Regions from separate parts of the Mus musculus genome. Here regions 1, 2, 3, 4, 5 and 7 are each linked to region 6. A link is a contact called in public HiCAR-type and promoter capture Hi-C data. All regions are on one chromosome and are shown on one strand. The core of a region is the stretch at or near the end of the contact, and the rest is flanking DNA. Distances in the headings are between cores, read along the strand shown. Region 1 holds the start of Stard7 (START domain containing 7). Region 2 holds the start of Ciao1 (cytosolic iron-sulfur protein assembly 1). Region 3 holds the start of Snrnp200 (small nuclear ribonucleoprotein 200 (U5)). Region 4 holds the start of Nop56 (NOP56 ribonucleoprotein). Region 5 holds the start of Tmc2 (transmembrane channel-like gene family 2). Region 6 holds the start of Mertk (MER proto-oncogene tyrosine kinase). Region 7 holds the start of Astl (astacin-like metalloendopeptidase (M12 family)).

Region 1 (3,407 bases), core at 444-2,943, 1.4 Mb before region 6:
TGCACTTGGTTTTTCTTCTAACTCAGATGGTAGCTGTGTCTTTTCCCATCGGCTGAGGGCCAAGCTCACGATCTTGCTTTGTACACCAGACTGTCCTCATACTCACAGAGAGCCAATCTGCCTTTGCCTCTGGAGTGCTGGTTAGGTTTGTGCCACCATGCCCTGCTAAGATTCTTAAGTTAAAAAAAAAAAAAAGAAAGAAAGAATTTACTGTAAAGCTTCTTGTGTTAATAGCAAACATGGGAAGAGTAAGACCACTGACCCAAATCAGCATGGTTAAATTAATTCATGTATGAGGGCTGCCTCCCTCTAAGGTGGGGTTCCAGAGATCAGCCTTGGATGTGAGGAAGACAAGGCTTTTATAGGTCAGTGGTAGGGAGTTTCCAAACGGGGGATTTGGTGGGTAAAATGGGCCGGGTCACAGAGGCACACTGTAAGCATAACAAGTTAGTTTTACAAGGGTCCCTAAAACAAAGGCACGGTTGCAAGGTAGGCCTAACAAGGTAGTCATAGGTGGTTGTATAGCCTTTTGAAATAGAGGTAGGGTTGCAAGATGGTTATACACAACTTTTAAAAAACAAAGAAATGACTACGATTCTAGGAAGAGACAGTACAGAACTATTTGTGGTTAAGGTTATAGGTGGGGCATAGCTCAATCCTTGAGAAACAGGTTTAATCATAAAAAGGAGTGAACTGGCTTGTCTTTACTATCTGTAAGATGACTTTTAAGACTAAAATGGAGGCAGACTGATTCTTCACTTAAGGGGCAGCTATTATTTCCATCTTATAACTGGACAGAGAATTTTTATTTATTTATTTATTTATTTATTTGAGACACACTGTTGCTCAGGCTGGCAATTTTATTTATTTATTTATTTATTTATTTATTTATTTATTTGAGACACACTGTTGCTCAGGCTGGCAATTTTATTTATTTATTTATTTATTTATTTATTTGAGACACACTGTTGCTCAGGCTGGCAATGCTCCTGCCTCAGCCTCTGGAGTGCTGGGATTACAGACATGAGCCACCAGGCCCTGGCTTAGAATACTGATGTATCCTGAGACTCCATGTAGTAACCATTAGGTTACATACACGTGGCCAGACAGGTTTTGGGAAACCTGGTTACTCTCCTACCTTGTTGCCTCCTCCGAGTCAGAGACTGCTCAGGCCTAACGCATTTTCAGAGAGCAACGGGTCACCCGCCCTCGAGTTCTCTGCAAGGTGTTCTTCGGCCCTAAGGATGGACCACCCGTACTCTCTCGGAGCCGGAACCCAGAACCGCGTCCCTGCCGCAGATACTTAGGAGGGCTCGGGGAATCAGGGCAAGGGGGACCAAGGAAGCTGCCCCTGGGCTGTGATAGGTGCGGGGTCACGTAGGGCGTGCACCGCCCCTCCCGGGACTGTAGAGAACAGGGAAACAGGCCGGGCCTCTCAGGACAACGGAACGCCACCGCACCTGACCGTGCCTCTCCTCCGGACCGGGTGAGACGTCCCTAAATGGCTGCACCGCCGGGTCCGAGGGTCACTCTCCAGGCGCCCTTGACAGGCCCTCCCGCCACGCCACCTAGCTTGCTACCAGGCAGCCCGGAGCAAGGGCGGAGGAGCACTTTGGCTTAGCCAATGAGCGCCCAGGGTTCTGAGATGCGCCCAATCAGAGTGCGGGCAGGACAAACAGGTTAGGTTGCGCGCACTCGGCGCGAGAGGCGGACACAGGCGCACGGGACCGCTTCTGCTGTGGCCTGGGACGGCCACCGCTTTGCTTCCCGCGCCCTGGCCGCGGGGGCCCCGCGAGTTCCCGCCGTACACACAGACGGGCGGGCTGTCGGGACCGAGAGGGCCTCGTGCAACGGCGCTCTCCTCGGAAGCCACGCTACCTCAGCCGCTTCTGCAAAAAGGCATGAGGGACGGCTCCTGGCTTCTGGAGCGTGAGGTGGCCTCGGGGTCAACCCGTTAAGGGGACTGCGCGGACGGCCCGGCCTGCCTTCCCCCAGCCCTTCCTCTCCGGGGCCCCGCGGCAGGCGCGGGAATCCACAGAGGCCGACATGTTCCCGAGGAGGCCACCGGCCACCCTGGCCGCCTGGCTGGCGGGCGCGCGGGGCGGGGGCCTGCTGTCCGCGCTGGCCAATCAGTGCCGCTTCGTGACGGGCCTGCGCGTGCGGCGAGCGCAGCAGATCGCGCAGCTCTACGGCCGCCTGTATTCCGAGAGCTCGCGCTGCGCCCTGCTCGGACGCTTCTGGCGCCGGCTGCGAGGCCGCCCCGGCCATGCCTCTGTTTTGATGGCGGCGCTCTCCGGTGTTTTCGTATGGGACGAGGAGAGAATCCAGGAGGAGGAGTTGCAGAGGTGAGCCTCTTGGCTGCAGTTGGCGTCCCTGTTCCGTAGAGAAGGGTGGGCCTGGGCGGGAGGTTGGTGGGCACCTTGGGGCTTGAGCTGTTGACAGTGCCCAGTTTGCCCAGTGGTCTTTTGAGTACGATGCAATAGATTGAACCCATTTTAGCACCCCGTGTTACTGCCCCCATGCCTGTTAAATCCACTTGTCAGGTTAAAAATAACCACAAGAGAGACGACTTCGAATGGGTAGTATGACACTAAAGAAAATACTCCAAAACCAAATTAGATATCTGAGGTATACAGGTGATTTTTCGGGTAATCAGTGTACCCAGAAAAGTGCAAATTCAAAATAGGGCTTAAAATAAGCCCAAGGGTGTGTGTGTGTGTGTGTGTGTGTGTGTGTGTGTGTGTGTGTGATGTAGCATGCCATTTATAAAATGACTGCGATCCAGATGGAACTCGGGCTTTGCGCGGACAGCCCACTGTCATTGTGACTTGTGTCTTGGCACATTCAAGAAGCTGGGAGGGATTTTGTCTGTTTGCACAAAGCAATGGCCTGGATATTCTAACCAGTAAGAGTTAGGTTAGGTTTTTTTTGTTTGTTTGTTTTGTTTTTACTGTTTTAGAACTCTTCGAATACTGTACCATTATGTTTTGTCTGTGGAAAAGCCCATTGGCATTGATTTATTTTTGTTAACCTGTAGTTCTGAGACTTTATAACTTTTAGATAGATAATCTTTAAAGGAAAGTGCTTTTACATTACATTTCTATATTCCTTTTAAACAGTCTCAAATTGTGCTCCTTACCCCTCCACCTAACACCCTCCATTCTAAACCGTAGTTTCAGTAACCAACACCAGCTTCTTCTAGATATTTCTTAAGGAGAGAACCTGTTTTACTTTTTTTTGTTTTTGATCTTAACGTTACAAATGAGAGCAGAGCTGAGCATGGTGGCTCATACCTTAAACCTACCTACCTCATACCTTTGGGAAGTAGAAGGAGGCAGAGTTCAAGGCCAGCCCGGTCTACAAAGAGAGTTTCAGGACTACACAGAGAAATCCTGTATTGAAAAACA
Region 2 (3,319 bases), core at 334-2,833, 1.5 Mb before region 6:
TCATGGTGTCTCTTCACAGCAATCAAACCCAAACTAAGATACAATGGTTCCCATATCAAACCCTGTCAGAGCAGGACAGTCCCAGCGATCCCTCTAAGAACAAGAGTGGTTCTGAAGAGTGGAGGCAGGCTGGGCACAAACCTCCACAGCAGGTTCTTTCCCACCCTGTCTCACTCTTACCTCCTGGCTCGGGTGCCAAACCACGTGCTTAACGTCCTGCGTATGAGAGCTGAGGACACTGACACACTCATACTCATCCTCTTCATCAACTGTGGGAGGAACAAATTAGACCCAGAGGTGACCAGTCAGGGACAAAGCTGAAAGCCAGCGAGCTGGTTTCCTGCTGTACCCAGAGGCACCTAGACTCACCTTCCCAGACCCACACGCTCTTATCTCTGCTGCAGGTAGCCAAGAGGTTGCCAGATGGGGCCCAAGCCACTGACTTGACCTCATTTTCATGGCCCTCAAGAGTGGTCACACACTGGAAAGGGAAAGGATATTGAGTTAATGGCAGCTAAGAGTCCTAAGCCCTAGTAAAATATCTAAGAGAGCAGTTTTGTTGTTGTTTGAGAAAGGGTTTCATTCTATAGCAGGATGACCTTGGTGGACTTACAGCAATCATCCTGCTTCAGTGTCCCAAATGCTGGCATTACAGTCATGAACTACCATACTCAGCTACTATTTCTATAGTGTAGAAATTAAGTTAAGGCTGTAACTAATATGACCAAGCCCTGGGGTGCAAACAGGTAATAAACTGCTCCCATCCAACCTGTTTACCTCAAAGTCATCCTGGTTCTTCTTCCAAATACAAGTGGTGGCATCAAAGCTGGCAGATGCCAGGTAATTTCCACACGGGGACCAGGCCACTTTCCTAACGGTGCGCTGATGGCCTTCAGAAAGGACAGACTTGCAAATCCAGCTGTCACCTGCAAGCAGAGAACAGGCTAGGCTTTGGAGCGCCATCGATGCCATTCACTAAGTAGTACTTTAAGTGGGACCCTGTTGCTGGGACAAAGTCAGTCACCATTATTACTACGATGCAACCGATCAAGATTCTGAAACTGTTAAACTGCTCTTCAGGCGACTTTCCTCATTTTTCTACCTCAGCAAATATCCCAGTTCCCGCAGCAAATATCCCAGTTCCCGCAACAATTCCAGCCTCTGTTGACGCTGGCACACTCCTTCCCCGACACTTTTCAGAGTAGTGTTTTCCTCGGCACCAGGGCCACAAAGCCAAGCCAGGCCTTACCCTCGGTGCCCCAGATGCGAATTTTACGGTCGCCTCCGCAGGAAGCCAACAGGGTCCCCGAGGGGTTCCAGGCCAGGAACCAGCAGCGGGAATCCGGGTGCGCCGGGACGCGGCTCTGCAGTACCAGAGAATCTTTCATGGCGACTGTTTTAGGGTAAGGAGAGCACACCGAGAGAAGCAACGCGCCAAACGCGCTGGGCACTATAGAACCTTGAGACCGTCAGATGTACAGCTTCTGCAAAATATGTCGCCCTAGGAATTGACGTGCCCGCTGTTGACGCCGCGTGACCTTCTGGGACTTGTAGTCACTCCCCTCATCCTCCGTAACTGGAAGCCTCGCGGGACAGTCCGGAACTACCAGTACCCTGATGCCCTGCGCAAGAACAAGCGGCGCGCGCACACAGTGACGCGCACGGAGGGCAGGGCGGAGGGCCGGAGAAGAAGGAGGCGGGGGTGGGGTGGGGTTGGAGGAAGCCGGAAGTGCATCGGCCAGGGTCCGTCTGGGCGTTGCGGGTTTGGGGCCTGGGATCGTTTGGCCCGGGCAGCTAAGAAGCCTGTGACCGGGCGGAGCGGCGCCATCCCAGCCCTGAGGCCTGCTGACCGGTGAGGAGCAGGGACTAGAGTAGGGAGGGTTACTGAGGCTTAGGTCGCACCCCAAAGTGCGGATTCCCGATCTCGGCGGCCCAGCTGCATCCTCCGCCCCTCAGCACCCCTCTGTCTGATAACCCTGGTCCAAGTCTCCTCCGGTCCCCTTGCCAGTAGCCGATCCCCTCCCCCGGCCCCCCAGTACCTCCGCCCGTTCATCCTGGCATGTCTACAGCCAATGTAGTCCCCTGCCATCTCCGAGCCCTGATCCAGCACCCCTCATCCAGAGCCCTCGGTCCCCGCCCCCCGAATTCCCGCAGTCCTTTGGTCTGTGCTCAGCCCTGGGTCCCACCCCGCAGTCTCTGGTGCGGGCCCTGACAGCTCCGGGCCAGCCGCCCATTGCGTTGCTCTCCACCTGGGTACAGACAGGCTCTGCGCGCCCCGCTGAGGTCGGCGGCCACCACCAACGACCGCAGAGCTACAGCGGGCAGCCCCGGGCATGTATGCCCCTGGAGGTGCCGGGCTGCCGGGAGGGCGCCGGCGGAGAAGCCCGGGAAGCAGCGCTCTTCCCAAGCAGCCGGAGCGGAGCCTGGCCTCGGCCCTGCCTGGCGCCCTGTCCATCACAGCGCTGTGCACTGCCCTCGCGGAGCCCGCTTGGTTGCACATCCATGGAGGCACCTGTTCCCGCCAGGAGCTGGGGGTCTCGGACGTGCTGGGCTATGTAAACCCGGATCTGCTAAAAGGTGAGAGCGCTGAGCTCCTGCTCTCTTGGCTTGAGGGGCGGTGCAGAACAGATATGAGGCTGGCTGAAGTATAGATAGCCAGAGGCAGTCATTTGTCAAAGGAAACAGCCCCATTCTTGCTTGGTGTTCATGCCCACCAGGTGGCTCTGTTTGGGGGTCTAGCCTCTCATTAATTTTGATGTTATTCAGCCAAGCACCTACTCCTCACCGTCATGCTAATCCAAACTGCTGCTATTTTAGGTTTCTGCCAGAGGTAGGTAGAAGAAAAAAGGGTGTTTGTCAGGTATTACAATTAGCCTCCCCTTTCTAACGGACATGTGAGATGCAGAATAGTCGTTTGGGGCAGCTCGATCGATGGAGAAATCAGAACTGTTAATGTGACCAATTGTAAAAGACATTTTAGTATTCTATGATAATTGGATTTACAATAGAGGGGACTTGTGGCATCCCAGGTCATCAGATATCAGTTCTATTAACACCTTCAACAGTTGAAACTTGGTTTTCCATGCCTTTACAGGTATGCCATATTAAGACGGTTGCTTTATTCATCAACAGATTTCCCAGACTAGCAGGCAGAAGAAAGCATCTGGTCTGTTTATTGGATGAGATAGGAGTCTAGGGCTTAGAGGAGGGCCTGACTCAGGAGCCTCCTAGCTCCTCCTCGGTTTCTAGGAGTGAGGAGAAAGGCTGTGCAGTATGAAAGCAGAAATGTCCTTCCTGATTTTAAACATAAAAGTGGTCA
Region 3 (3,599 bases), core at 1,022-3,521, 1.5 Mb before region 6:
AACTATAACTCTAGTTACAGGGGCCCTGGTGCCCCTTTGTGACCTCCCCACACAACAGAAAATACAAGTAAATATTTTAAAAATAGAGGCTGGTGAGATGGCTCAGTGGGTAAGAGCACCCGACTGCTCTTCCAAAGGTCTGGAGTTCAAATCCCAGCAACCACATGGTGGCTCACAACCATCTGTAATGAGATCTGACGCCCTCTTCTGGAGTGTCTGAAGACAGCTACAGTGTATTTACATATAATAAATAAATAAATAAATATTTTAAAAAATATATTTTAAAAATATTATCCAAAGGGGATAAAGAGGTGGCTCAATGGTTAAGATCACTGACTGCTCTTCCAGAGGTCCTGAGTTCAATTCCCAGCAACCACATAGTAGCTCACAACCATCTGTAATAGGATCTGGTGCCCCCTTCTGGTGTGTCTGAAGAGAGCGATGTTTGCAGTTACGTAGAATAAATAAATAAATAGAAAAAAATTATAATTTTTAAAGTTATTCAAGACTGTCAACACTTTCATAAAATAATTCTCTTATTTTCAGTATAACATTCAGTTTTTAAATTGACAAGGGCACTGGGCGTGGTGGCGCACACCTTTAATCCCAGCACTTGGGAGGCAGAGGCAGGCAGATTTCTGAGTTCGAGGCCAGCCTGGTCTACAAAGTGAGTTCCAGGACAGCCAAGGCTACACAGAGAAACCCTGTCTCGAAAAACCAAAAAAAAAAAAAAAAAAATTGACAAGGGCTTATTTTATATCTTCCAAGTGGAACTCCATTTGGGAAGGTAACTATATTTGAAATGCAAATTCTTAGACCCCCTAAACGATAAAACTTCTTCCTACTAATAAAGAAGAAAAAAAGTAAATGAGTCCAACCTAGGGTTACTATGCTGCTCTTACTGTTAAATATGATAAGGTACAGCTTGTCACAACCATCCATAGCTGCAGCCACGGTGTTTATGAGTTGGAGGCAGGGGGATCAAGAGTGCAAGAGAAGTCTCTGGATAGCAAGTTTGAAGCCTGCCTGGACTCCAGGAGATCTTTTCTCAAAAACCAGATAAGGGCTAGAGAGATGGCTTAATGGTTATGAACACTGGCTGCTCTTTGAGAAGACCTGGGTTCCAACCCCTCCACACACATGGCAACTCACAACCTATCTGCAGCTCCAGTCTCAGGGGATCTGACACCCTCTTTTGGACTTCGTGGAAGTCTGCATGTAATGATACACAAACATACATGTAGCCCAAACACCTATCTACATAGAATAAAATGTAAATGATAAACCAAACAATAAAAAAAAATTGCCAGCAAAATGGCTGGGTGGATTAGGACACAGACTTAAGGTTCACTCGTGCTTATTAAATATCAAGGGAAAGCAGAACTCACTGTTTTGCTTTCAGTGTTGTGTAGAGAATTATGAAAAGACTAAATACCACCTTTACATAAAAGGTACCACTACTGCTGAATAAAACTGAATAGTAATTCCATACATATTATTTATTTTTCATATATTTCTTTAGTAAAACATTCGTGTCACATTGAGGAGGACAAAGTTATACATATGCTGTAATCCGCACACCTAAAGTCCTGACAGGCTGTGACAAAAGATTGGGCACAAATAGTTCTTCCTCTACCGTCAGTCAGCTGACACAGGGGAGAGTCTTGCGGAAAGGGGTTTGGGGTAGAAATCCAGTCGGTTACTAGAACTAGGTACATGCTAACTTGCTTTTTTTTTTTTTTTTTTTTTTTTTGTCTTTTTGTTGTTGTTTTGGTTTTTTGTTTGTTTTGTTTTGTTTTTCGAGACAAGGTTTCTCTGTGTAGCTCTGGCTGTCCTGGAACTCACTTTGTAGACCAGGCTGGCCTCGAACTCAGAAATCCACTACCTCTGCCTCCCGAGTGCTGGGATTAAAGGAATGCGCCACCATGCCTGTCTTGCTAACTTGCTTGAACCTTCAGCTTCCTTATCCCTTAGTTTCCGTTTGCCTGCATGTCTGCCTGCCTCACAGGATGGCTGGTATGAGAAACCAAAAGAATTACAGAAAGGGACTTTCAACATACGCTTAGGGGTTGGGCCTTGGCTCTGTCGCAGGTAGAGATGCCTGGAACCACAATTTGCACGCGCGTGTGTCTCGTCGGTCAATGGAATCCTTGACCCGGATGTACTACTGTACATCTCCGCAAACCCCGCCCAGAAGCAGTGGTTAGTAACCGGAAAGTCTCACGTTTAGCGGGCGTCCCGGAAGCGGAAGCAAGTCCGTTTCTTTTCTCCGTCCCTTACGTTCGTCCTGCGTTGTACCTGTTGTGCCAGGGCGGTTCGCTGAAGCGGTTCGGAGCGTGAAGAAGAGTGGAACCCTGAGTTCCCGGAGCATCAGCAGCCATGGCGGATGTGACTGCCCGCAGTTTGCAGTACGAGTACAAGGCGGTGCGTGTGGTCTCGAAGGACCGGTGCAGACAGGGGAGGTCGTGGACAGCCACGGACACTTGAGCGGGAGATCAGAGCTGGGTGAAGGATGGATTAAAACACGAAGGAAAAACCCCGTGGAATTTGGGGCGCTTGAGAATTTAGGAGTTGGGTTTTCCCCAGCCCCCTCAGCGCTAAACTCGCACCTTCTTCTCTTTACCCGCAATGTGCCCAACATTTTACCCAAATGTGGGCTGTTGTGGATGCTCTTAGGAGCGCTGGTCGTTCACCTTCTCAGACAGCAATAGTGCTCGCGCATCGTGTAATGCTATGTTATTTCTTCTTAAGAGCATGATTTTTTTTTTATTCCACTGTTTTCCCATCATCTGCTGTCACTGTAATAACAGGATTCAAAACTATACATATCAAAGTTTTGATAAAGTATGATCTTTTCAGAACTCAAATCTTGTGCTCCAAGCTGACCGCTCTCTCATTGACCGGACCCGCCGGGATGAACCGACGGGAGAGGTTCTGTCCCTGGTTGGGAAGTTGGAGGGAACCCGAATGGGAGATAAGGCTCAACGGACCAAACCACAGATGCAGGAAGAAAGACGGGCCAAGTAAGTACTAAGGGGATGCTGGATGCTATTTTTCCATCTAATGTAAAGCCCATCTTTAGCATTAGAGCAGTAGTTTTACTCAAGTTTATATGGAAGATGAGTGGTGTGTGCACAACAACCAAGGTTTAGAGCTTCTTTGGATTTAGGTGTAATGAAGTGGAACAAAATCTATTGATACCTTTTACTGACTCGTTTCTGATTCATAGATGTTAATTTTCTTCCGGTTATCTTTTTAAAAGATCTGTTTTATTTTTAATTACGTGCATGTGTATGTTCGTGTGGGTTTGTGCACACGTATGCAGATGCCTGTGTGGAGGCCAGAGAGGGTTTGAGAGTCCCTGGAGCTAGAGTTACAGGAGGTTTTGAGTTACCCAGTGTGGGGCTAAGAACTGAACTTGGGTCCTCTTGGAAAGCAGTACTGGGGTGAACAACTCGACTCTTCTCTCCAGCCCCATCCCCGACTGTTTTCAGGACTTGAGTTAATCTCCTCTCTGTAATTCACCTCCACCATGTTGTTACAAGCTTCTCTCCCCAACCCTTCTCTCCTTTTGTTGCCCAGCACTTCCTGATGATTTC
Region 4 (3,527 bases), core at 579-3,078, 1.6 Mb after region 6:
CATGGATCATTATTGGCCTTTCTGGAGAACAACTACCACAGGTGATTGATTATAGGATACCAACACCTTTAATTTTCTTATTACTTTGTTCACAATGAGCAACCATAAACAAAACATGAATTTCTGCTTTAGAAATATTCAGGAAGCAGGGCGAAGGATAACTTGGAGACAAAACTCAACAATTTTACAAAAGTCTACTTTGGTAGGAAAGGTCTGTCTGAACGTAGGCAAGAGCAATTAATTTATCAAAGAAGCCTAGGGAAGGGAAGAAATGGTGTCTGATATCACAATCTACAGATCCCACTAGGTTCAGAACTATAAATATTGGAGGACTTTCTTTTTTTTTTTGAAACAGGGTCTTACCATGTAACCTTGATTAGCCTGGAGCTATCGATATATACCAAACTAGCCTTGAATTCACAGATGTCTGCCTCCAAAGTGCTGTGATTAAAGGTGCGTGTCACCATTCAACTCCTGGGGTGACATTTTAATGAAGTGGTGGAGGTGAGGAAGCCAAAGGAACATCTTGTTTTGCTTGTTTGTTTGTGCTGTGTCGCCTCATCTAATCACAAGCATTTATAGCTTACTTTTCTTGAAACAGAGTTTCACTGGGTAACCTTATCTGCCTTGGAATTTGCTATGTAGCCAGGCCTGTCTCTGCCTCCCAAATACCAGAATTAAAGGTGCGTTCCACCATGTCCTGCCAAGCGCTTGTAGCTTCCTAGTTGCAATACATACACATTTCTTTACTATCCAAGTCCACTTTATTATCCAAGCCAGCTCCATTACAGGCAATGTACAGCCAACTTACTCCATTATAGAGAAAGTACAGCCGACTTACTCCATGATAGACAATGTACAGCCGACTTACTCCATGATTCTTTTTTCTCGCATAAGGCATAGACTATTTAAGAGAGACTATTCAAGTTTGGGATTTATTTTCTCTCTCTATTAGATATTTTCTGAATTTACATTTCAAATGCTATCCCCAAAGCCCCCAATACCCTCCCTCCGCCCTGCTCCCCAACCCAATCACTCCCGCTTCCTGGCCCTGGCATTCCCCTGTACTGGGGCATATGATCTTAGCAATACCAAGGGCCTCTCCTCCCATTGATGGCCGACTAGGCCATCAAGTTTGGGATTTATAATCCTAACACTAAAGTAAAGTGTCTTTTTATTTTCTTTTTTAAAGCAAAGGTGATTTTAAATTATCCACCTTGGTGTGCCTAAAACTGGCACTGAAAAAAACAGGAACGCAGCTCCTTGGAAGAATTCTGGGCCTACGCGGCCATGAGCAACCACGTGGTGCCGAGCAGCGCTGGGTTCTATGAATCAGGGAAAGGAACAGAACTAGGAAGAGGTAAACCGCTCTTGTCTATGCCTCAGCCCGCACCAACAATTTTGTTAACAACAAAATGTAAAAGGAAGAGGCAGGCAGCAAGAAGACGCCATTTCTGCAGGGTCTGAGGCCGGGTCCCACGAGGACCCGGAATATCTGGGCAGCGGGAAACCTGCGAGGCTTATCAGGAAGCCTCATGTCCCCTCACCGAGTTCTGCCGCCCGGCACACGGGTGACAAAAGCACGAGGAACGAAGAAGGGTGGTCTCCAGGCCACTCTGCGGCCTGCCGGCAGGAGCGACACCATTCACTACAGACGCAGTACCGGCTCGCGCAGCCGCAGAGGCTGGGCTTGGCAGGCCCGCTCGCGCCCGTGGTAGTCCAACCCGCCCGACGGACGATACCACACCCGCGAACCCCCTCCGAAGACCTGACAATGGTTTCGTCCGCAGCCTCTGATTGGTCAAACCGGAGAAGGTGTGGTCTCCGCAGTCTGGTTCCGCGCGCCAGAGCGCGCTAGCCGCATTGCGAGCTGGGCACGGAGCAGGCGCCATGGTGAGGAGTGGTGGTGGGGTATTTGCGTAGTGAAGGCCTTAGCGTGCGTCTGGGTTTGCATTCGGGGTCGTGCTCCGGGTCTGAGCCAGGGCCTGCTCTAGCAGCGGCCCCGCGGACTGGGAAGTTTGACTGATGGCCGCGCGCCGGTTCTTTTCAGGTTCTGCTGCACGTGCTGTTCGAGCATGCGGTCGGCTACGCGCTGTTGGCGCTGAAGGAAGTGGAGGAGATCAGCCTGCTGCTGCCGCAGGTGGGTGAGCTCGGTGGGCTCGCGGAGCTGCAATGCAGCCCCTAAGGCCGCCAAACCCCAGCATGCACCGCGTGTTCCCACGTGGCCGACCGCACCGGGCCCGGCGGGGGGGGGGGGAGCTCTAGAATGAGGGGACTCTTTAACGCGAATCTATATAATTGGAAGCGGTCGGAGATAAACATCTCATTTCCATTTCTTGAGAATTAAGATTCGGGGCCCAGGCACCAATTGCTACAACAGCTGGTGCTTCTGCCTTACTGCGCTGTAGAAGCCAAATTCAAAGAAAGCCCATTCATCCTTCTCTCCAGGTGGAGGAATGTGTGCTTAACCTTGGCAAATTCCACAATGTCGTTCGTCTGGTGGCCTTCTGTCCCTTCTCTTCATCCCAGGTGGCCTTGGAAAATGCCAATGCTGTGTCTGAAGGTGAGTCGGTCCCTCCGGAACATGGGATTCTGGGTGGTTGATGTTCTTAGATGATTTTCTTCTAAGCTTGATACAGTCTAGGGATTATTTGAGACCTACAGGATGGCATTTTAAAACATTAATATGCAGGGGCTGAAGAGATGGCTCAGCGGTTAAGAGCGCGACTGCTCTTACAGAGGTCCTGAGTTCAAATCCCAGCAACCACATGGTGGCTCACAACCATCCCTAATGAGATCTGATGCCTTCTTCTGGGGTGTCTGAAGATAGCTACAGTGTACATATAATAAATAAATCTTGTAATTTAAAAAGCACTTAAATGCTTTACAATTGTGCTCCTGGACCTGTGGTAGAGCCAGGCTTTGCAATGATGACTTATATATCTGTCAATCCCCTGAGAGATCACTGACGACTCCATGTGTCTGAGCAATGCCTGCGGGGATGGGTGTTAACTAATCCGATTGGAGACAGTCTCCAATCTGCAATGTGTGGTTTAGAGCTGTTTTCTTTGTCCCAAAGGTGTTGTTCACGAGGACCTCCGCCTGCTCCTGGAGACATACCTGCCATCTAAAAAGAAGAAAGTACTTCTGGGGGTTGGAGACCCCAAGATTGGTGCTGCAATACAGGAAGAGTTGGGGTACAACTGCCAGACTGGTGGTGTGATAGCTGAGATCCTTCGAGGTAAGAGTCCTATTTCATTTATTCTGTCCACCACGTGGATGCAGTGCCCACAGAAGCCAGCAGGGGGCCTACGGGCCTGGTGATGTGATCTGCTGTGAGTGGTTACTTGGGTCCTGGAGGATCTATTCTTAAAGTCCCATCTTCTTTTTAGGAGTTCGTCTGCATTTCCATAATCTGGTGAAGGGTCTGACAGATCTTTCTGCTTGTAAGGCCCAGCTAGGGCTGGGACACAGCTACTCTCGTGCCAAAGTTAAATTTAATGTGAACCGAGTGGACAACATGATTA
Region 5 (3,437 bases), core at 421-2,920, 1.5 Mb after region 6:
TGAGGATGTGGATGTTCCTGTGGCTGGGAATCCTCCCGCTAGTGAGAACTGAAGAGCTCTGTGTTCCCGAAACCATGCCATTGACGCATTCAAGTGTTTCTTCAATTCTTTACATCTAATGCTTCGCTACAATTGCCTTTTTTCTATGCTGCTTCAGCTAAAGGGATTGTTGTGTTTTCAGATGATTCAAAATATTTCACAGATGAGTGATTGTGTTCAGCTGTATCTACTAAAGCTAATGCTACCTGGATTCGAGGGGTGTGGCCTGCCAGTATATCCAAGGGCAATGGCACTATACCCTCCCAACTTAGATGGGCCTCCCCCCTTCCTTTTTGTAGGAGTGTTCCTGATTCCCTTCCACCTTGGGCAGTGCCCCCTTATATGTATGGTTGTTATGTGGGGTGAATGGTAGTTGCACTGATCCCTTGCCTCAGGACTGATGGGAGCCCTGGGATGTATGCTTGTAATAGTGTGTGTGTTGTGTGTTTGGTGTATGTGTCGGGTGCAGCGTGTGCAGGCCCGCACTTCTGCCATGGTGGCGCAGGCCTTTGCCGCAGTGGAGGCGGGACAATATCCTCAGATTTGGCTTGCCGCTCTAAAGAAATAATGCTGCATTATGCCGTGGGTTGCAAGGCTAAGCACTGCACAGAGGATAGCTAGCTGTTGGCATCCTGTGGAAGGCACGTCTGATTGCATGAAGATTCAGTGTCCTAGTTCCCTTTCCCCAGGAAAAACAACACGGAGCTGGCCAAGACCTCTCTGGGTGATGAGCCCAAGGGATGGTTTTGTGTAGGGCCCCTATGCTTGCACACTGGGGATCAGATCTCTACCTTCACCCAAGAGGCTTGCTTGCAGCAATCAAAATCAGGCCATAGATTAATCAGCGTCCTGGCCTTCTGGTGCACCTGCCGCATGCAGACAGGACAATGTCCTCAAGTGTGGCTGGCTTGGCATGCTAGAGAAGTAGTCAATGACGGATAAGACTCCCTGGGCGTGTCGCCAACCTAAGACAGGGATCAAACCAATGCTGTTTGTCTCCCAAGGACGGGTAAGGGGCATTGCTGCAGGGGGCAATCTAAGACAGACATTCTCTCTGCCAAAAAAGAAAAAAAGGGAGAGATGTGAGGAGCAGGTGTGGCAGCAGTCCCAAGATGGCGCCAGGGACTGCAGCTAAGTCTTATGATTTGCACCTGACTTCCTCATACACCTGAAAATAAGCCATGACCATCGTGAGAGCTGCGCAGGTGCACCATGATGCTGGCGGTAAAAACAAGTCCATATTTGGTAGAGACATGCCCCTACCGCCCTGATTGGCTGAAGCTGCGTGCCTGGTGAGGTGACGTGGCTTGCTGTGAGTGGTTGGGGGCTGAGAGTATATAAGAGTGAGAGATCCGGTGATCGAGGGAGAAAAAGATGAAGCGAGAGAGATGAAGATTGAAGCTTGCTGACTAAACTGCTGTTAGAACTGGTGGTCGTGTCGTTCTTGCTGGTTGAGAGCAGACACGACAGTTGCCTACGAGAATGCGATAGTAAGACTGCATTGCTGAAGACAGCACACATCTTGGTCACAGAATATAAAGAAATAAAACTGAAACTGGCCTGGGAGCGTCCTCCCCATTAGCTAGCCATCATGACGCATCAATACAACTGACTACTCAGGCATAATATAGTGCAAGAGTGGCCAAGTTTGCCGGGCGTGGTGGCACACGCCTTTAATCCGAGCACTCGGGAGGCAGAGGAAGGCGAATTTCTGAGTTCAAGGCCAGCCTGGTCTACAAAGTGAGTTCCAGGACAGCCAGGGCTACACAGAGAAACCCTGTCTCCAAAAACCAAAAAAAAAAAAAAAAATAGTGGCCAAGTTTGTTCCAGAGGTAAGCAACCACTTTCTGATTGGATTTGAAGCCAATCCTATGAAGGGATTCCTCTCTGATACTGTAAATCTGGTCAAATCCCATGGTTGGAAAGGCTATAGGCCCTAGTTGGGAAGCTACGCTGTTCTTTTGGTAAATAGACATCATGTACCCATCAAATTGAAATTAATTAAGTGGGGCTTTTATAGGCCTATGTCTCTCCTTGCTGCTGGATTAATGCTCCTAAGATAACAGGGGGGAAAAAAACTCTCTGCAGGATTGTTGAACTTCGGAACCTCCCTGTCCCAGACAGATTCCTCCTTGGAAGTGGATCTTTTGCTGCAACTCTGTGTCTGATCGATTCCCTTTTAAGGGATAAAAGGACTTGGAATCCCTCTAGGGGGAATGCTCTGAACTGCAGTATCAACTGATAACAACAAGAACCTTGGTACCATTCTGGTCCTGCAGCCTTGCTTTTACATGATAACAGTGGTTCTCAAAGCATCCAAACAAACCTCCCACAAAGGCAAGCAGCATTAGAGAAAGCTACTGAATGAAGAAGCAGGTGACTTCAGTAGGGACAGTCATCCTTGTTGACTCAGGTCCAAAGTGTAGATTCCAAGACCCAGGAGCGCTTGCCTAGCAAGCATAAGGCCATTGGTGTGACGCTGCATGATGGAGAGAGAGGGAGAGGGAAAAAAAGAAGATTCCATTGCCTGTCTTTAAAAATCTTCATTTTAAACCAAAGCCCAGATAACTTATACCTTTGAGTCCAATCAGGGACTCAAGACACTGGGAAAGAGCCCTGCGACATAGCTCACACCTTCCCTGGCTGGCATGCCTGTGGTATCATTATCAGGAGATGAGTCCACAGTTCCTACCCCTCTAGGGCCCTCATGTATAAGTGATGTCTGAAATGTGAGGCCACACTGTCCTTGGCAGGGAAACCCGAGCGGAGGAGTGTCTGGATAGATTGACGTGCTGCAAACTCATTGCTTTCTCCCCATCTCTCTCCCCAACAAAACCTACCTCTACCTTCAACCTCAGAGGCCCCTAGTTGCCGTCAGGTTCCAGGAAGAGGCCAGTGACCATGACAGCAGGAAGTCACCCCAGGCTGGGCAGTATATGAAGACGTGAGCCAGTGTGAGGGCCTTGAAACTCTGGTAACCATGAGCCCCCAGTTAAAGAGCTTGGACGAGGAAGGTGAGTCTTCATCTTCATCCTCATGGGTGCTACTCAACAGGCCTCTGGGCACAGTGGGTATCGGAGAGGCAGTCTCAAGAGGCATGGGAAGGCCCTGCATTTGAGTTCAGATCCTGCAACTTGAGCAGGGTAGCTAGCCTCTTCCGACCCGACCCACCGATGGGATGAGGGTGGTTGTCACCTCTTTGCAGGGCTCCTAGAGGAACTGAAAATCACCTGTGCAGAGAGCCATGCATTAGTGAACTTGCTAGAGTTGGCCACCTATCTGCATGATACTGAAAGCCACTGTTGGCAGCTGTCTCTCCTTAACAATTCTCACCTACTGTGGCTGTCTTTCTGTTGCAGGGTGGGGGTGGGGGTGGGGGTGGGGGTGAGGGTGGGGAG
Region 6 (3,479 bases), core at 401-2,900:
ACATGAATGCAGTCAAAACACCCATACACATAAAACTAAAGTAATTAACCAGAAAGAAAAAAAGTCACATTTGTGTTGAACATGGTAGCACACACCTTTAATTCTATCTAGCACATGGAAGTCAGAGCAGATAGATCTCTGTGAGTTTGAGGCCAGTCTGGTTTACATAGTGAATTCCATTCCAGCTAGGGCTAAATAGTTAGACCTTGCCTTTAAAAGAAAAAAAAAAAGTGAGATTTAAGCAAGTCCTAGTGGCACACACGTGCAGTTCTAGCTACTAAGAAGGCTGGAATATTTGCACAACCAGGAATTCAAGTCCAGCCTAGGTAGCATAGCAAGACCCTGTCTGTCCTACGTAGATTTCTATTGTTGTGATGACCAAAAGCTACTTGGGAATTTATTTCAGCTTACAGTTGAAATGCATCATGAAGGAAAGTCAGAACAGGAATTCGAGGCAGGAACCTGGAGGCCAGAACTTAAGCACAAACCATAGAGGAACTGCTTACTGGCTTGCTCAGCTTGCTTTCTTATGCATCCCTGAATGACCTACCCGGGAATGGCACCATCCACAGTAAACTGGGCTCTTTCACATCAAGCACCAATCAAGGGTCTGTTTAATCCAGCGCTTCTGGTTTGATGTCCTCCTGCAGGGCTAGAGATGCAAGGAGCTTATTGTATCACAGTGCGTATGGGTCTGTCCTCAGTTTCAGTAATAAATACTTTAAATTTATCAGGGTGGTTTACTCTGGGCTCTAATGTGATCTTATCTCCAAAGAAAAACAAATCATTCTATTTCCTTTAAGAAAGCCTCATACGCCTTCCGTTTCTTTGAGATTCACAATCTGATGCCGTGGTTTGGGCCTCCCACCCTTTCCTGTAACAGCACTTTCTTCCATCCCTGTTTCAAACTCTTTCCTTACAGGATTCGGCTTAGTTCTCCCCGAGCTAACCTCTGGGGTGGAGGTTGCAAGATCTTGACGCCAGGGTCCGCTCTTGCACTCCGTTTCAGTAGCCAGGGGGAGGACCTGGCAAGCAGGGTGTGCTGCCACGGCGGCCACAGCCTCTGGAATGCAGCTGCTAGGACCTCTTATGCCAGTAGAGCCTGAACTGCAGAATCGCTGCCCCTCCAAAGCAGCTGGACCCACTAACCTTTAAAGGTCTTGGAGTTGCATCCGTCGCTCTCCACTAAATTCGGCCTCTACCCTTTCCAATCCCTTCTACCTACCCATACAGAGTGAGATTCCTCTGATGTAACCAAGTAGCCAGAGATCATCCTCCCGATTATTTTCTTTCTTAGCCCCCTCCCCTTCCTCTCCGTCTCTCGGTCCTTTTAGCTCAAGATGGTGGCCCTCCTTAGCTCTGTTCCATCTCCTCCAGCACCTCCCTTCCAGATTTCCTACACACTCAAGCCAGGGGTTAACCTGCTGGAGTTGACCCAAGTTCCATTCTGCCCCGCCCCTCCACCCTCCCTAGGGCTTGTCCTTGGATCCTCCCCTTCCCGCCCCCTCCTCCAGTTCCATCCTTCTTTGCTCTCTTTGCCCTTCCCCCTTCCCGCCCCTGTCCACTCCAACCTGCTGGCCCCTCCCGGGCCTGAGCCCTGGGCCCGCCTCTTCTAACTTAGGACTCCTGCGATCCCCAACTCCGCACTGCCACTCTGGCGCCTGCTGCCCGGGCGGCCGGGACTGAGGCGCTTCGCACGCGCCCTCGGCGACTGGCGAGTTTGGGACGTTGGTGGATACGTGCATCTGTCCGGAGAGAACTGCCAGATCCGCGGCCCCGCGATGGTTCTGGCCCCACTGCTACTGGGGCTGCTGCTGCTACCCGCGCTCTGGAGTGGAGGTGAGTGCAGGTTGCAGGGTCTCCGGGAGCTGCTACTCATTCCAGCGAGCCGTAGAGGGTTATGGGGGCTCCCTAGCCGGGTCTTGGGGTGCACGTCTTAGTAGAACCGATGGGAACCGAGAGCTTCCCATTACCACAGAGAAAGACCTCAAGCCCGGTTGGGCGCTCTGGGAGCAGCGAAGTTTGAGCCTTTAAGAAATGCAACTCAGGTCTGGCGTGGCATGCACCAAGAACTTTACCCTCAACACTGTCTAGCCTTGCCGAGCTTTGGCGGGGTTTCTGCGAATCATAGACCGAGGATTCCAAGGTAATTCCACGCCGTGAACCAATAAGTAGCTGCAAAAGTTGGATGTCACCGTTAGCGCGTGGCGTTGCTTGGAGGCTAGGTGTCCCGCCAGGGAAAGACTAGTTCTGGCTTCTCCCCTGGGCTCTGCTGAACATTGTGTTAGCCCTCCTTTGTAGGGACAGCCTGTCTGTGAGTGTAAGAAGCCTGCAAAAAGCCGAGGGGGACGATACGGTCCTTTCACTATTATTACTGTGGAGCGGAATCTTTTTTGTTTGGGTAGCACAAACAAGTGCTCAGACCACAAGTGCTCTCACAAGCGGTTCAATTTGACATGCTGGATTGATTAGCGCAAACAAGTATGGCAGGTTCCTCCAACAGATGACACTGAGGCACTTTGTAAAGAAGCTGCTGGGGGGAAAACAAAACAAGGTTTTTCCAAAAAGAAATAGACGCAGGAGGGGTTGGAAGACTACTATAAGCAAGCACATTTCAGGTATTGTTCCTTCAGGTATTGCTCCTGCCCTAAAAGATCTGTTTCTATTCGGAGTGTAATTTTGTCTCTTTGATCTTGAATCTGGTAGACTAAAGTTTGTCTTTTAAGGAAAGTTTGGTTTATGGTTTAGCTACAAACCTCATTTTTCCTCTCAAAGTTCATTTGCTCAAATGAGCTTTTTTTTCTTTTCTTTCCTTTTCTTTTCTTTTTCTTTTTTAAACAATTCTTTCCTTGCACATTAAATTACATAAGCAATTTGTAGTTTGAGGCAACGTGACAATTTGCAACAAACATCAACAGCCAAAAAACGAGCTAAGAACTGAGACCACTCTATTCTCCATTACTAAACCCTCAAAAGTTCCTCAGCCTTTCTGCCAGGACTGTTCTTAATAATCCGCTGAAAGTCGGGTATACTTTTGCTACTAGCCCTAGCAGGCCACGCGTCATTTTGGAGGCTGTGACTGTCATAAGCATGGGAAGAGTGATAGGAACCAAAGCTTTTGTTTGATATTTTTAAATCTATGCTTTATTTTCTTTTTGTTTTTGTTTGTTTGTTTGTTTGTTTGTTTTCGAGACAGGGCTTCTCCGTGTAGCCCTGGCTGTCCTGGAACTCACTCTGTAGACCAGCCTGGCCTTGAACTCAGAAATCCGCCTGCTTCTGCCTCCCAAGTGCTGGGATTAAAGGTGAGCGAGTGCCACCACTGCCCTGCTATGCTTTATTTTCTAAGTTTTGAAAACGTGTGATGAAGTTCTGTAGCTGACAGACATAGACAACCGTAGAAAGGCTTAAAATGCACGCTGAGAAAGAATGAAAGTTTCTCAATTTTTTTCTACCTGAATTGGAGCTGCTGAGAACGTGTT
Region 7 (3,204 bases), core at 193-2,692, 1.4 Mb before region 6:
TTCTTCTTCTTCTTCTTCTTCTTCTTCTTCTTCTTCTTCTTCTTCTTCTTCTTCTTCTTCTTCTTCTTCTTCTTCTTCTGTTTTTCAAGACAGGGTTTCTCTGTGTAGCCCTGGCTGTACTGGAACTCACTTTGTAGACCAAGCTGGCCTCAAACTCAGAAATCCTCCTGCCTCTGCCTCCCACATCCTGGGATTAAAGGGGTGCGCCACCACCCCTGGCATCTTCTTTTTTAATGGGAAAAAAATGGAGTGTTTAAGGTACTTGACAAGCTTTGACATATATAAGCACTGTGAAGGAATGAGTCTGCTGGTCAAGATAATTAGCATATCCATCGGATTCCTGGAAACCAGTCTAGATTCTGCTCAGGCATCAGCAGCATCTGCTTTTATTATAGCCCCTCTGTCTGGCTCTAGCTTCTACTTCTTGAGAGATGTTTGCCCCAGGCTCAGCAAGAATGCCAACAGGTCCTTGTGGAGCTCTGGCTTTCCTTTACTGAACATGGGGGTGGACTTGGTATGTTCCAGGCTGTCCATCCAGGCCGGGTCTCTGGATGGCAGGATGTAAAGGAAGAAAGTCTGGGAGCTTTGTATTTTGAATTAGTGAAATGGGAAGGGGCCCTGGCCGATCATGTCAGTGGGCAGTGGCATTGGAAGGACCACAGTCATATGAGCGTCTAAGAGTTCAAAAGTGTCCCCTCTGCAGTGGGGGGCGTCTCTGGGTGCTGATGATGCTGGTGTTCAGTGTGAAGTTTCTCAGAGTCTTGCAACCTGTGTACTTTCCTATATGGCTTCTGAAATAAAAGCTTATAGCTGGGCATAGTGACACATGCCTTTAATCCCAGCACTCAGGAGGTAGACACAGGCAGCAGGCAGATCTCTCTGAGTTTGAGGCCAGCCTGGTCTACATACTGAGTTCCAGGACAGCCAAAGCTACTTAATGAGACCCTTTCTCGTATAAATAGAGGAGGGGAGGGGGGAGGGGAGAGATTATACGGGTATGGTGACCACATAGGGAGAGGTGCCTTGAGTTTCCCAGCAGATTTTCTGGGTCTGAACCCTCCGGTAGTTGGTGGAACAGGAAAAGGAAAGCCCCCTTTTAGTGACTGGATCTCAATCCAAGTCATGAACTACATGAGGCTGCAATGCTTCTCTGCCCTCTGGTGGCAGGAGGGGGAATCTCAGGGAAGCTACCCTGCTCAAGGGTATCCTAAGGATTTGTTTTGTGTCCCCGGCCCACTTTTTACCCACTTCAGCCAAGATGGATGGGACTATGGTCCAGAAGGCTCAGGCTGGGGACAGGGGTAGAGTCCTCTGGTAAGACTGGGCAGGTCTTCAGGTGATAGTTGTTGGGAGGAACTGCAGGTGGAGGTGGTTGGGAGGCTGCAGGTGTGGGCTGGAGAAGCCCCTATTAAAGGGGGTGGATGGTAGAGTCCCTGAGTTAAGGAGGCCTTTCCCTGCCACATTTCTGTGTGTTGCTTGCCAAGAGGGCAGTGAGGACCCACCATGGGTATCATGGGAAGCCTGTGGCCTTGGATATTAACTATGCTCTCCTTGCTAGGTAAGCTGGCTCCAGTCTCTGGGACATTGGGAAGAGGCCAGAGGCTGCAGCTGTGGCTTAAGATAATCTTAACTTAGTTTCACAGCTCCAACATGGCGTTGTAGGGTTGTACCTATGAGTGAGCCCCTGGGAACCAAGGAGGAGGCCTCCTGATACTTGTAGGAGTAGAGAGGGCCCACCTAACAGCAGATTGCCAAGTGTCATACCATATACCTACTTGTTTTAAGGTAAGCCAGTTTCTAGCCTGGCTGGGGCAGCAGGCACTCAGCCTGAGTGGAGAGAAATGTTCAAGAGTAGGGTCTGAGGCCAGCCTTGATTCTGGTGCTGCCTGAAGATTTAAAGTCTACTGTGCCTCTTTTCTGCCTCATATTGGCTGCCCTAGCCTTTCTGAGCCAAGTGTTAGTCCCTTAAAGGGATCTCCTTCACTGAAGGCATCTAGGCCTTGTCACCAGGTATGATGAGTGAGATAGCCAGGCAGGCTTCAGGAATGCATCCTGGGTGGCCTCTCCTGGAAGGGGCTGGATTTTGCTGCCTGCTGTCCCGGCTCACAGTGGAGTCCCGGGGGCATCTATATGTCTGCACTTGTCTTCCTGAGCCAGGTTTGAGCATGGGAGCACCCTCAGCATCCAGATGTTCTGGAGTCTGCAGTACCAGTGTTCCAGAAGGCTTCACTCCTGAGGGAAGCCCGGTATTTCAGGACAAGGACATCCCCGCAATTAACCAAGGTGAGAACACGGGGCCACACTCCAAAGCCATGCTGAATGTGGACATGCGGAAAAGATTGAGAGGAAATGTCCCCATGCATGCAGGGAAATCAAGTTTCATGAGGAAATGCTTGTCTGTTTTTCTGTATTCTTTTGCTGGTTAATATTTTTTATATGAGATACTGTAAATGTCTTTAGAATGATCTGATAAGAGCACTGGTGTTCTCTCGGCTTGGGACTTGAGTAAAATCATCAGTCGATATTTGAGAGCATGTCAATCTCTCTGTAAGTAGCGGTGTGTAAGCGTGACCTGGCCAAGTGGGGTGGATTGTTAAGGAACAAAGAAGTCTGTGGCTCAGGGCATCTTTGTCTGGGGATCTCGGACATGAGGAACACAGACGCATTGGGCTGAAGTTGTTGGCAATGGAAATGAATTCAGATCTTGGCGTCATCATGGGCTGAAATGTTGGCAGAACAGCGGTAATCTTGCTTTAGTGTAGATGGTGACTACTGCTCCCTTCATTCTCTGGTTAGAAGCTCAGATGGACCCAGTCCTCGGTCAGTCATATGGCTTCCCTGGCACTCGCTCTCAAAGTCACAGACTTTCCCATGCTCGGGCTCACAGTAGTTGCTAACAGCTGTCCCTGCCTAGCTGATGTCTTGTTCGTAAACACCACCAGCTGCAGCTGTGAATGACAGCTCTGAGGGCTAAGGCCACACAACTATACCAGATCCTGGAGAATGAGTGGCCTTTTAGATTTCAGGATGCAACCTTGATCAGATAATCCTGAGGCGACCTCTCCTACCTAAGAGGACTCACAAGAGGGTGGGTCTAGTCTGTGCCACCATCCGTAGTCAGAAGTTACGATGGGGATCCGGCAGTGCTCCTGTAGTCACTCCTCTCAAGCTTTCTGTGGCTTCCTTCACTGCCTCATGGGTCCC

The links. Promoter capture Hi-C pulls out the DNA fragments that hold promoters and counts their contacts. HiCAR-type assays count read pairs that join an accessible place to other places.
Region 1: a HiCAR-type map of astrocytes shows a contact between it and region 6, with 4 times the contacts expected there. The contact joins the promoter of Stard7 here to the promoter of Mertk in region 6. A contact is called at or near these places in 2 of 39 promoter capture datasets (hippocampal neurons and liver) and 1 of 115 datasets of contacts at active chromatin or transcription factors (astrocytes).
Region 2: a contact with region 6 is called in a promoter capture Hi-C map of liver, with 4 times the contacts expected there. The contact joins the promoter of Ciao1 here to the promoter of Mertk in region 6. A contact is called at or near these places in 3 of 39 promoter capture datasets (hippocampal neurons and liver), 2 of 115 datasets of contacts at active chromatin or transcription factors (astrocytes and embryonic forebrain) and 1 of 9 other capture datasets (adipose tissue).
Region 3: a promoter capture Hi-C map of liver shows a contact between it and region 6, with 5 times the contacts expected there. The contact joins the promoter of Snrnp200 here to the promoter of Mertk in region 6. A contact is called at or near these places in 3 of 39 promoter capture datasets (hippocampal neurons and liver) and 1 of 115 datasets of contacts at active chromatin or transcription factors (astrocytes).
Region 4: a contact with region 6 is called in a HiCAR-type map of astrocytes, with 2.2 times the contacts expected there. The contact joins the promoter of Nop56 here to the promoter of Mertk in region 6. A contact is called at or near these places in 2 of 39 promoter capture datasets (cranial neural crest and liver) and 1 of 115 datasets of contacts at active chromatin or transcription factors (astrocytes).
Region 5: a promoter capture Hi-C map of hippocampal neurons shows a contact between it and region 6, with 4 times the contacts expected there. The contact joins the promoter of Tmc2 here to the promoter of Mertk in region 6. A contact is called at or near these places in 2 of 39 promoter capture datasets (hippocampal neurons and liver).
Region 7: a contact with region 6 is called in a promoter capture Hi-C map of hippocampal neurons, with 5 times the contacts expected there. The contact joins the promoter of Astl here to the promoter of Mertk in region 6. A contact is called at or near these places in 1 of 39 promoter capture datasets (hippocampal neurons) and 1 of 484 Hi-C or Micro-C datasets (the G1E-ER4 cell line).

Annotation. Positions count from the first base shown.
Region 1 is chr2:127,268,536-127,271,942 of GRCm38.p6, forward strand. Stard7 (START domain containing 7) reads left to right here and starts at 1,694. Exons shown (of 8, transcript NM_139308.2): 1 at 1,694-2,345. The coding sequence starts at 2,047.
Region 2 is chr2:127,246,233-127,249,551 of GRCm38.p6, forward strand. It overlaps Ciao1 (cytosolic iron-sulfur protein assembly 1), which reads right to left and starts at 1,584. Exons shown (of 7, transcript NM_025296.4): 1 at 1,250-1,584; 2 at 778-926; 3 at 370-481; 4 at 181-269. The coding sequence starts at 1,388. Tmem127 (transmembrane protein 127) reads left to right here and starts at 1,716. Exons shown (of 4, transcript NM_175145.4): 1 at 1,716-1,852; 2 at 2,260-2,577. The coding sequence starts at 2,334.
Region 3 is chr2:127,206,115-127,209,713 of GRCm38.p6, forward strand. It overlaps Snrnp200 (small nuclear ribonucleoprotein 200 (U5)), which reads left to right and starts at 2,272. Exons shown (of 45, transcript NM_177214.5): 1 at 2,272-2,424; 2 at 2,860-3,023. The coding sequence starts at 2,380. 1810024B03Rik (RIKEN cDNA 1810024B03 gene) reads right to left here and starts at 2,166. Exons shown (of 2, transcript NM_198630.2): 1 at 2,061-2,166.
Region 4 is chr2:130,272,584-130,276,110 of GRCm38.p6, forward strand. It overlaps Nop56 (NOP56 ribonucleoprotein), which reads left to right and starts at 1,829. Exons shown (of 12, transcript NM_024193.2): 1 at 1,829-1,893; 2 at 2,051-2,140; 3 at 2,449-2,563; 4 at 3,080-3,241; 5 at 3,393-3,527. The coding sequence starts at 1,891. It overlaps Snord110 (small nucleolar RNA, C/D box 110), which reads left to right and starts at 2,932; the gene lies at 2,932-2,990.
Region 5 is chr2:130,193,524-130,196,960 of GRCm38.p6, forward strand. It overlaps Tmc2 (transmembrane channel-like gene family 2), which reads left to right and starts at 1,671. Exons shown (of 20, transcript NM_138655.1): 1 at 1,671-1,871; 2 at 2,900-3,053. The coding sequence starts at 3,020.
Region 6 is chr2:128,697,265-128,700,743 of GRCm38.p6, forward strand. It overlaps Mertk (MER proto-oncogene tyrosine kinase), which reads left to right and starts at 1,651. Exons shown (of 19, transcript NM_008587.2): 1 at 1,651-1,839. The coding sequence starts at 1,782. Gm39931 (a long non-coding RNA gene) reads right to left here and starts at 1,238. Exons shown (of 5, transcript XR_001783466.2): 1 at 1,150-1,238; 2 at 551-652.
Region 7 is chr2:127,340,194-127,343,397 of GRCm38.p6, forward strand. It overlaps Astl (astacin-like metalloendopeptidase (M12 family)), which reads left to right and starts at 1,443. Exons shown (of 9, transcript NM_001291003.1): 1 at 1,443-1,558; 2 at 2,158-2,283. The coding sequence starts at 1,504.